2 separate regions of the Mus musculus genome follow, and region 2 is linked to region 1. The links are chromatin contacts, called in public HiChIP or PLAC-seq maps. All regions are on one chromosome and are shown on one strand. Each heading gives the region's core, a stretch centred on a gene start, on an enhancer-like site or on the middle of the called end of the contact. The rest is flanking DNA. Distances are from core to core; before and after follow the strand shown.

Region 1 (5,533 bases), core at 1,464-3,963:
CTTTGCCCTACCATCTGCCTCTGTCCTCAGCTCACTGTGCCATCTCCAGGTAGTTTCCTCTGGAGTTTTCGGGGCTCCCTTACCTTCTCACACCTGAGCTGGATGGGACTCTGAGGTGCCTCTTCCTGTTCTTACAGCCTTTCACCTCTCCAGGAGCTGACCTCAGAGCCTTTCTTTGACATACACTTGATCCAGTTGCTGTGCGAATACCCTTCCTTCCGCAGACCTCAAAATTCTTTTTTTTTTTTAATTTGAAAATATTCTTTTTTTCCAATTTTTTATTAGGTATTTTCTTCATTTGCATTTCAAATGCTATCCCGAAAGTCCCCTATACCCTCCTCCCGCCCTGCTCCCCTACCTACCCACTCCTGCTTCTTGGCCCTGGCGTTCCCCTGTACTGGGGCATATAAAGTTTGTAAGACCAAGGGGCCTCTCTTTCCAGTGATGGTCGACTATGCCATTTTCTGCTACATATGCAGCTAGAGACATGAGCTCTGGGGGTATTGGTTAGTTCATATTGTTGTTCCACCTATAGGGTTGCAGACCCCTTCAGCTCCTTGGGTGTTTTCTCTAGCTCCTCCATTTGGAGCCCTGTGATCCATCCAATAGCTGACTGTGAGCATCCACTTGTGTGTTTGCTAGGCCCCAGCATAGCCTCACAAGAAACAGCTATATCAGGGTCCTTTCCGCAAAATCTTGCAGGCATATGCAATAGTGTCTGCGTTTTGTGGCTGATTATGGGATGGATCCCCGGCTGGGACAGTCTCTGGATGGTCCATCCTTTCATCTCAGCTCCAAACTTTGTCTCTGTAACTCTGGCTTTTGAAACTTGGATTTCTTTTTAACATGTCTCTCCTGACAGCTGTGACTTTTTCCCCTCTAAGGTTTGCCCTCAAAACTTTATCAACTCTGACTTCTAGGTCTTAAAGTCTGCCTTTTCTAGAAGATGGTGAATTTCCATGGAGTGTGATTGCCATCAAACCCGTGATCCCAACCCATCTCTCTGTAAAATGACATTCCCAACTAAGGATGCTTTTAAGATGCCACTTCTGAGAAGATGCTGTTTTCCTGTTTCCCATCACTGAGAACAGCTCACGCACGTGTTACTAAGGCAACCTTTTCTCTTCTCGACGGCCTTGTGGTGGCTGCTTACCTGATACAGGTCATTTCTCATGTTGATGATGTCATCAGAGATCAAACCAGATGTGACTTCCAGCAGATCCCTCACAAGCTGAGCGTGGAGGTGGATGATGGCTAAGTGTAAGACACTGGAATGACACACAGTGGCAATAATTAACTGGGGATGTAGCAAGCGACAGAAACAAAAACATGTCAAGAAATGACTGGAGCTGAAGACTAGCTACTATGTGTAGCTTTCCTTGGCCCTACCATGTACTGAATGTACTGATCAGAGGTGACATTATTTCTCTGGAGAACTTCCTCTCCACTGCCTATCGCAGGCTACTACACACTGATCGTGCCCACCTGCCCCCGGAGTGTTAACATCTGACCAGACACATGAAGTGCAAAGGCACCTGCCGGGTCGGAAACCAAATGGCATTAAGCTCCAAGCCAGCTCTGTCTCCATGCCTCTGTCCCTGGCAGCTCTCCCTGGTCTCTCCCTGACATACAAGACCATGAAGAAAGGTAATGCCTAGGCTTAGGAGCAGCTTGGGAAAACTCAGCTGCCGAGCTCTCTTCCTCCGTAACAATGAGAAGTGACTTCTATTTCTAAACAAGGTCTTGTTATTTATCCCTGAGATATTTCACTTAGCAATACTTCTCAGGGAAGATCATGGTGGCCTCTTTAGATGACCCCAGGCCTGTGTTAACTGCAAGTGAAGCACGCACGCTTTGACGAGAAGCACCGCAGCCACACCTCAGGCTCCTGTGGTGCTCCTGATGGGACCCTGACAGGAGGCTTGTGAGAGGTGATGCGGACAGACACACGTCGAGTAAAAGGGCTTCAAAAGCTACTTCAACATTTCCATGTGCAGCTCAGCACTTCACAGAAGCACGTCCCCTCCCCTTCAGATCTTCATACCCCTGGGGGAAGTTCCCCGATACCAGAGGGTTCTATAGTTTCTCTTTATTGTATTTCTATGATGACTAATGGTGACAGGGTCCAGATTATAAGCCAAATATGACAAGATGAATAAAGAAGAGAAACCAGAATAGTCCCTTATGTATACTCCTGAGTGGGTCCTCTGTGTCTCCCAGGTCTCATACCCCTAACCTTACACGGAGCCTGCTTGTTTAAGTCTTGGCTTGACGAGGCTCTGGGTATTGTACCCACTTGGGAATGAAGGCCAGTGTCTCAGCTGCCCCATGAACACCCAGGTCCTTACACACACATTCCTGCATTCCTCTGCACACACTTGCTGGACTGCATGTGCCTGGCATCCCTTTCCACAGCCTCTCCTTCAGACAGCAGCATCTCACTTCCTAATTGCTTAATCCACTCGCCCTCACTACTCATGAATTTCGCCAGTCCTTAAAGATGACCCTTGGAGCACCGGTGTCCTGCTCTGGTTATCTGCTCTGTTTTGTGGTTATTTGCTATTGAATGCTAACTGGATGATTTCCTTCTAAAGGCGCCTTCTGTTATTCAGAGCTTTTTTCACAGAAGGTCGTCTGGGTTCCTCTTGTACTGTGTAGGATAAGACCAGCGGTTATACCACATCCTTAGTTACACTGCAAGTGACGAGGACAAAGGTCCTTGTACGAAACCCCTGAGGTTGGCATTCTCCTAAAGCGCTTTGTTTTTAAACTGAGACTCAGCACACAGCACTCCAGAATGCTTCCACAGCAAAGGGCTTCTTTTCAGTGTTAACGCTATTTTAGGATCACTTAGATAAAGCACTTGAATCTCAAGACTGCTGTCTCTGGCTATATTTATAGGCTTTTAGATCATTTCAGAAGTCTCAATGGAAGGACTAAGAGAACCATTTAGGAAGGAGCCAGGTAGCTATGTGCACAGAACCTCAGGAAGAGACAGCAGGCATGGCATCTGGAATGTCAGACTCCCACACAGCCTGGCCTGGAGCTGAGGCAGAGCCTGACCCACTCACATCCTCGTGACCCTTAACAGAGGCCACAGAGAAGCAGCTAGTAGCTAGGAGAGAATGGCATTTCCTCTTAGTTACTCTACTAATGTTGTTCTTACCTGGCTTTCTTGGGTACACTATGACAATAACACTTCAGGGACTTTGCAGGGCTGTCAATAATTTTCTCAATTACTATTTTAGTACACAAAGCAGGGGTGTAAAATTAGCATGATTACACACATCTGAGCCTTCTTGCCTAGGGAGACAGCATACTCGAGGTCTTGTCAGATGAGGGCAGCTCCCTTTCAAAGGCAGTTTGTGGGGGCAGTATCCTTGCCTTTCCCCGTCCTGAAACAGAGCTTGCTGTGCAACAGTCCCCACTCAACTCACCTGTCCCCATTCTCATCCTGCACGGCGGTGAGATGGCGTTGCACGGCCAGCAACATCTTCACATCCCCCGTCACTGCGTAGTCGAAAAGGGCGTTGGCGTGTCGCCTGGCGAGCTGCAGAGCCTTCTCAAGAAAGAGGTTATCTGCAAGGTAATGCCCACAAGCACAGCTGAGTGTCATTTGCTCGCCCCGCGTGTGCGGCATGGCACACCATTTTAGCTGAAAATGCTCCTTTTGCTGCCTCTGGATTGTGTTGACTAGAACAAGCACAATCGGGCATTTCGGGCATTGTCTCACTGACAGATAATACAGTTAAGAGGTTGATTTTAAAGTGTCTGTGAGGAACAATCTAGAAACATCTGCTATTTTGAGAAGAACAATCAGTGTCTATGATTGAAGGGGAGCAACCAATCTCAGGGTACTTGGCTTTTGCCATAATTTTAAATAGCCAATCACTTTACAAACAAAGTCTCTTCTGGAATCCTGTCTGAGTCAAAGTGAGGAAACACACCCTTGGGTGCCAGGCAGTCTCAGAAACCCCAGGGGTTTTGGAAATTTTATTATCTTAAGGTCAAGGGACAGCAGACTAACCTCAACCCAAATGGGCAAATCTACCCTGTTTCCATATGGCTCTGTACACATATACTGTGCATCTCAGAAGAAGTATTTTAAAAACAGAAAAAAGGGAAAAAAATATGTGATAGTAACCATGTGTACGGCCACTATGTGTAAATAGTTACTATCTCTTTACAGATGGCGTCTGATCGAGAATCATGACTCATATGCCAATGAGGCCTGCTCAGATGGAACGTTCCCTTTCAATTCTACTTCTTCAAGGAGGACAAGAGAATAAAGGAAAACTCCCATTTTCAGGCAAACGTCTTCAGTGTGGCAGCTGAGCCGGCTGCTGGGAGGGAGGTGCGCGAAGGACATGGAGACTTGTTACCTGGGCCAGGGACAAAGTGAGTTGCCTCTTCTCATACCCAGAACTGCACAGACTAGGCAATGTACATGCAAGTTTCTGCACTTTATAATCAGAGCTGAGGCTGCAAAGATGACTGGATCCACAGGACGCCTCTCTTGCAGGGCACAGGGCACGGTGCAGAGCACTCAGAGGAGATGCTGACTCATCAGCTTTAGATTAACAGGAAGGAAACCTGTCTTCTGGAGACAGCTTCCTGTACCTAGAATTGCCCCTACCCAGCTGTCCCTGGAAGCCCTTGTGGGCTTGCTCACCTACCCTGAAACCCCACCCCAGCTGTCCCTGGAAGCCCTCGTGGGCTTGCTCACCTACCCTGAAACCCCACCCTAGCTGTCCCTGGAAGCCCTCGTGGGCAAGCTCACCTACCCTGAAATCCCATGTCCTGCTCCTTGTCTTCCATGGTGGATGCCAAGGCGATGGGTTCCGTCTTGGTGCAGGCCATGGGCAGGCTGGGCCCTTCACCTTCAGTTTCCTTCTCAGGGAGAGTCAGACTCTCCTCGTCATCACTCTTGGCACAATCTTTAGGGCCATTTTTAAATTTGGTGTTTATGGTGCCTAGGGAAAAAAACGTAGAAAATCTATTAAGCTATAGCTCACTGTCTCAACATAGGGCAGAAAAAAGGAAAATAGGAAGAAGGCTTATCTGCAGGAAATGGAAAACTATAAATGTTTATAACACAAATAATATGTTCTGGACATAGTTTATATTTCCTTCTCTATTTACTTTTTGAGACAGGGTCTTGCTGTGTAGCTTTGGTTGGCCTTAAACTCACAAAAAGTGCTGGGATTAAAGGTGTGTACCAAAAAAACCTGGGATGTTTCGGAAATACTTTAAATATTCAGAAACAATTTAAAAGCCTGCCTTCCCAAAACTCATTCTGTAGCCAGCTGTAGTGAGCTCCACCCACAATGTCCCAGAAGGTCAAGGTTACACAGTGATATTCTCTCTCTCTCTCTCTCTCTCAAACAAAACCAAACAGAAACAAGGCATGGATCTCATTTTGTTTATCTGTGAAGAAGAAAAATGAGATAAAGTTCTGTGCGCTGATAGCCAGTTGGAAAGTTCTCGAAAGCAGTTATTTTCTTTCCTAATCCTGAGTGGCAAGGGAAAGGGA
Region 2 (5,875 bases), core at 1,057-3,556, 130 kb after region 1:
CAAAGATTCAAAAAAAAAAAAAAAAACCAGAAGCGCAATGAAGCCACGGGGGCCACGGGAGCCACGGGAGCCACGGGAAGTTTGAAACCAACTCCACACTGCTGTGTTTCTTTTCAGGGTTCAACATCCAGACATTTTCACAGAAACACTAGTTAAATAGTGAATCTCAATCCCTAAATAGACCCCTGCACACTAAAGTCAAGAAAGCAATTTCCACTTTCTCCATAGGGAGCATGCCAAACTCTGAATAAAACAATGAAGAAGAGTTTGCCCTCTTTGCCTCCGCTGGGACTCAGAAGTCAGAAGCAAACCGTGTGCCAGGAGGAGCACGTTGGGATCTTCTTACCAGACAGGACCGGCATATCAGCCCTGCTTGGCAAAGCCCCACTCTCCCTGGGTGTGTGAGCGGTTGTGCTTGCTTGGGCAGCCCAGCTCCAGGACACAGCAAAGAGGCCACAGGTCTCAGGAGCCGCCAGAATGGAGCCTGTAATCTATGGCCTTGGCTTTCTGTATTCTTAAATGTTTGCTCTGTGTTTTCCTCTCTGTAAAGCTTTGCAAATATAAACTTTCATTGTGACTCAGTTTTCTTTACAATCACATGTGTGAACTAAGGAGATTATTATGTTCTTTCATACCTCACCTTGGGCCAATGTAACACTATTCGTTAATACTGAGGCTAAGGTACTTTATATTCATAATCTCTCGTAAAAATACATCATCTCTGTAATTTGGAAAAATTCATTACAGGATTGGGAGGGTGTCTGATGATAATGTTGAAAGACACCGTGAAACGCTTTTCAATTACCTAAGAATTCTTTCTTCCTCCCTCCCTCTTTACTGTCTCCCCATCTCTCCTCTCTCTGATTTCTTCCCCTCTCTTTCTCAGTCTCTTCCATCCTTCCTTTCTTTTTCCTTCTTTTTTATCCCCCCTTTTCCTATTAAAATGATCTCAGCCTGGAATAAACATTGTTGCGAAACTGGCCAGGAGTTTTGCCAAGCTGAACACAGAACACGTCAGCTGTTTTCTGGAAAATAACTGCCTCATGTGACAGTGTCTATTATTTTAATTAGCACCGAGGCACGCCTCCAAGGCATTTCAACAGGTCAGGGTTTCTTACAGTGGCAATGGCTTTTTATTTCCTGATATGCCAATGAAGCAGATAGCTGACATCTGATTTTTTTGTCTCGGTGAGTAAAATGGTTGTTGTGATGATGCAGCCTGGACTTGAAGAAGTTGCAAACATTCCTTGTTACCCAGAGGCTATGGCACAAGCAGCCAGAGAGCGCTCCGAGCACTCACAGGAAGTGATAGCCAGGCCCTTCATTTTGGCTATCTGGGATGTTCTTTGCCATAAAGTGTTTATGACATATGCTCCTTGGGGTATCTATATTTCCAGGATATGTACATGTCTACCTATGTGTGCTAAACTCAAGAAGGGTTAATTCCAAGATCTGAAAGTCACTCTGTGAAACTATATCGTGAACACACATTCAGCAATCCACAAATGTGTAAGCCATGGTTTTAAATAGTGGTCGGTTGGGGAACAGACGCCCATTTCCTCCCACCCACTGCTCCCTAACATTGCTGTGGGGTGAGCTGGAGATGCTGATACGAGTGTTCATTTGAGAAGGAAACGGTTTATGATTGCCATGCTGCATCTCACAGAAAACAGTGTATAATTGGATTCCCGAATATAGCGAGCGAACACATGCATCATGTTTTCTATGTGGCTAAAATGACTTGCCATTTTTATTGTAGAGACTTTGCAGGGGCTGGAAGTGTGGAAAGAATTGTTTCTTAGGGTGTGGCAGTCACTGAGGTCAGTCACTCTGGGAATCTGGGTCTTAGAATGACCCTGATGAGAAGAAATTTATCCTCCCTCCCTCCCTCCCTCCCTCCCTCCCTCCCTTCCTTCCTTCCTTTCCCCCTTCTCCCCCCCTGTCTAAATGAATTACAATACCAACCAACACTTGGACATTCCAAGGAGCTATCAGTTGGGCACTAGAGCCACATTCAAGCCATATTCTGGAAACTATCCATCACCATCTGTGAGCTGGAAGGACTAACAGTATTTGCTTACATTAGTTATTTATAATGCTGCTCTCTCCTTTCTTTCATTTTTCTCATCCCTCCATCGCTTTATGCGGACAAATGGTGCAGCTTTGGTCGGTGGTCAGAATGCACGGTCAGTCTCCTTTGCTTTCCCTTAGAAAGTGTGGCTTTACTCATTCAGTGTTCAGTGGGGACACGCCCAGCTGTCAATCACCATTACTACTGCTATCACTCTTCAGCGCTTTACCTCGTTCTGTAATGGAATCTAAGGAAGGCTTCACTCACACAGTGACAGTGACAGTGACAGTTGCATTCCCACCCTTGTGGGGACACAGACGGTTCAGGTGACGGACCTGAGTCACCTCCTAAATGACACATTGTGGATTTGTATTTCAAGGTAGATTTTTATTCATCAACAGAATAAAGTAGTAAAATAAAATATAAAATAAAAATAAAAATAAAATAAATAAAAAATAAAAAAATATGATAAAAAGGAAACGGGATAAGTTAGTGAATGTTCACGACTTTAGGGTAAGGTTGTGGTTTGTTGCGATTTCTATGTTTTTATTTTTGTTTTTGTTTTTCGAGACAGGATTTCTCTGTGTAGCCCTGGTGGATGCCCTTGAATGTGAGCTTGCTTTGTAAAGGCTTTCAGAGCTCATCTAAGAAGAACTCTAGCGCCACCTCATGCCCAATTTCGAGAATTACCTGGTTAACTGTATTGAGAGATAGTTTTAAGATTGATCCAGCCATTAGGTGGCGCCGTGGACATGTACATTAAAGCCACAGCTCAGAACATCTTGTTAGATGTGGTGAAAACATTATTTCTTTCTTTCCAGGTTAAGATTTTTTTTTCTTAGTCTATGACTCATGGGAGTCTTAAATACCTTGTATTTATCTCCTGAGGTTTGAAGATTTAAGGTTTTAAATAGTTTAGAGCAGAATCTTCTTTCGCCCCACCCACATTTTTCTCAAACGATCTCAACATGAAGAAAAAATTTAAAGCATGTGTACAGATACGCAATACAAAGACTCAACACCTCGCCCGCACAAAGAAAGGAAAACAACTAGACCAGCCAGATTGACTAGTTTATAACAGGGCTTCACCATGCTTAGAAAGTGCGGTGGTAACTTCTATTTCTGTGCACCTGATCTGGTTAAAAACCTTATCACATAGGAAGGACGTTGGGCTGAGGTGAGGACTCAAGGCGGAGGGACTGACGATGGATCCAAGGGGGGGGGGGGAACCCAACAACGCTAAAATAGAAAGATTAAAAAAGGGAATCACTTACGGAAGAATGCTTGATTTATTCTATGGATGCTTTAAGTCTCGTTTGATTTTAGTCCCATCAAAGTTGGTGCCAGTCACAGTGGCAAGTGAAGTGTCCTCCATCTACTCTAACAAGCAGAAACAGATGTAATCAACTTACGTTCTCTCCCACCCAAAGAAGAATAAAATAAATCAATGTTCAAAAACACAGCGACCAAGCCTGACCTGAGTGAGGTCGATACCCAGCACACACACACACACACACACACACACACACACACACAAACACACACACACACACACACGGTGGAAGGAAGCCACTCCAGCGCATCACTCTCCAATCTCTACCTGCCTGCTGTGTCAGGCATGTACACACTTATCCAACCATCCACACAACATATATTAATGATGGATAAACACAACAGTAATTCAAACAATTGTACCCCTATGCATATCTAAACATCAAATGTAACTTGGAAATTATTATCAATATGATATGTATTATCTATCTATTAACCCTAAGGATGAAACACATCCCACCTATGATGTCTACTATAATGTCTAATATATTTTTGGTGAAGAAGTAATTATAGTGAATCCATCTAGATACTACTGATACTGGAACAGGGTGATGGTTTGAATGAAAATGGCCCCTATAGGCTTATAGGGAGTGGTGCTATAAGGAGGTGTGGCTTTGTTGGAGTGGGTATGGAATTGTTGGATGAAGTGGGTCACTGGGGGGTGGGGCTTTGAGGTTTCAAACTCTCAAGCCAGGTCCAGTAGTATCTCTCTCTTCCTGTTGCCTTCTGATCCAAATATAGAACTTCCAGCTAACACTCTCCAGTACCATGTCTGTCAGGTCGCCACCACGCTTCCTGCCATAATGATACCTAAACCTTTGACCCATTAGCCAGCCCCGGATAAGAGTTTTCTTTGCTAAGAGTTGCTGTGGTCATGGAGTCTTGTCACAGCACCATAAACCCTAGCTAAGATAGGCAGTAGAACCTACGTGCCTTTGCTACTTTCTTTGCTGTGATGTTGGCGGTTCTCAGGGAGCCTTTTCACAGCTCAGGACAATAGAATTTTACATGCTTTCATTTTAGATCCTCACCGGCTCTTTGGTTTCTACTTCAAACACTCATCATTCTTAATGTTTAACTCTCAGGCTCCTTATCAGCGCACCTAGTTTCTTAATCGGAAACCTGGTTGTCTGTCAGGTGACAGGCCTGCCGCATACTTCCTGAGAAGCAGGCATCTCCCCACCTCCTCTCAGGTATGCACTGGAGGCCCGCTTGTTCCTTTTTCCTCTCAGAGCCAAATTCTTGCCTGGAGCTCTGATGATCTCCTTCACAGGCTTTCTCCACCCCCAGAAAGTTGCTAGTTAGTCACCTCTTTCTGTTTTGCAATGCTTCTGTTCTTTCTCGTCTATCTCATCAAAAACCAAAACCCAAAACAAACAAGCAAAACAACAACAAGAATCAGTCATCAACCAACCACCCAACCAAACGGGAAATAACAAAAAGATTCTCAAGCTTTTCATAACCATTTTCCCCAACGTCTAACCGGTCTTTCTCTCCCTCCCTCGTATTTACGATAAAAGCTTCAGCCATACCTGAAAGTGGTCATGTTCTCCTTTTATTCATCTGTTACACATACATGATGGCGAAACACTCATACACACAAAACAAAACAATATATTTTAAAAAAATTAAAACGTTTCAAATCTGGTGTTTTTGGGATCTACAGACCTCCCGAAATCCAAATCGGGGTGTTTGTTATGTGTAATTTTCAGTGAGTAAGTCCACAGCTTACAATTATTTTCAGTCACTTAATTCTCTCTAAAAGGTTAATAAGCACTATTATCTGTTGTCTTCCCAAAGTGATCTTAGCGATAATTTAGTCATTTAAGCAAATGCTTACTTACACAGAAGGGATCATGCCTTCAAGTGACTTTCAGGTCCGTTTGATAATCTCTACCCAGGGAGAAAATGAGTCAATGGGACATAACTGGGCAGACGCCTCCAGGAGCTGGAGAAACGTCATGGATTTCACCCCATCCACCTGATGCTGATGGTCAAGCTTGGAACCCCAGCCAACATCTCCCAAGCTTCGGACTCACAGGCAACTCATTTCCTCGGGTGACTCATGAGCTATCGAGATCAAGGCTTGTAACATTCGGCTCTTTCATTTCTTCCCCAGCCTTCTCTCCTGTCTTACTGTCTGCTCAGGGACCGTGCCATGGGTGTCCTCATATGGCTTGCTTTCCTCTTCTATTGTCAGCCATTTTTCAATATTATTGTACTTTAGTACAACGAGTCACTGTTCCACATTGGGAACTAACCACCTATCACCTGGCTATGTGTAACAGCAACTTAAAGTTCCTTGATGATGGAACATTTCACAATGACAAATGGGCTAGAAGATTCCCAACACTAGTCACCATTTTTCAACAGAACTAGAGTCTTCCTGGAAGTGGGATATGGTCCCTCAGCCACACCACATATCCTATTTACAGGGTTGGGCAGTCCCTACACCCTTTCATTAGTTCCACA

Evidence for each region. HiChIP or PLAC-seq counts read pairs in DNA pulled down with a chosen protein or histone mark.
Region 2: a contact with region 1 is called in a BATF HiChIP or PLAC-seq map of CD8 T cells, with 33 read pairs. The contact joins two enhancer-like sites. A contact is called at or near these places in 2 of 39 promoter capture datasets (the C10 cell line and liver), 2 of 15 datasets of contacts at CTCF or cohesin (CD8 T cells and pro-B cells), 25 of 484 Hi-C or Micro-C datasets (B cells, CD4 T cells, CD8 T cells and 13 more), 11 of 115 datasets of contacts at active chromatin or transcription factors (CD8 T cells, the SCID.adh cell line, T-cell acute lymphoblastic leukemia and 7 more) and 4 of 9 other capture datasets (adipose tissue, embryonic stem cells, liver and 1 more).

What each region holds. Positions count from the first base shown.
Region 1 is chr3:135,600,273-135,605,805 of GRCm38.p6, forward strand. It overlaps Nfkb1 (nuclear factor of kappa light polypeptide gene enhancer in B cells 1, p105), which reads right to left. Exons shown (of 25, transcript NM_008689.2): 15 at 4,785-4,973; 16 at 3,438-3,579; 17 at 1,154-1,268. Among named protein-coding and RNA genes, the nearest start is that of Gm46827, 5.4 kb to the right of the region's middle. Within about 2 kb of position 2,714, at least 89 of the 459 cell types and tissues checked have an H3K27ac peak or open chromatin away from gene starts, as enhancers often do. A contact at or near this core is called in CD8 T cells, Th17 cells and regulatory T cells, where this site is marked.
Region 2 is chr3:135,728,730-135,734,604 of GRCm38.p6, forward strand. No RefSeq gene overlaps it. Among named protein-coding and RNA genes, the nearest start is that of Nfkb1, 40 kb to the left of the region's middle. Within about 2 kb of position 2,307, at least 57 of the 459 cell types and tissues checked have an H3K27ac peak or open chromatin away from gene starts, as enhancers often do. A contact at or near this core is called in CD8 T cells, Th17 cells and regulatory T cells, where this site is marked.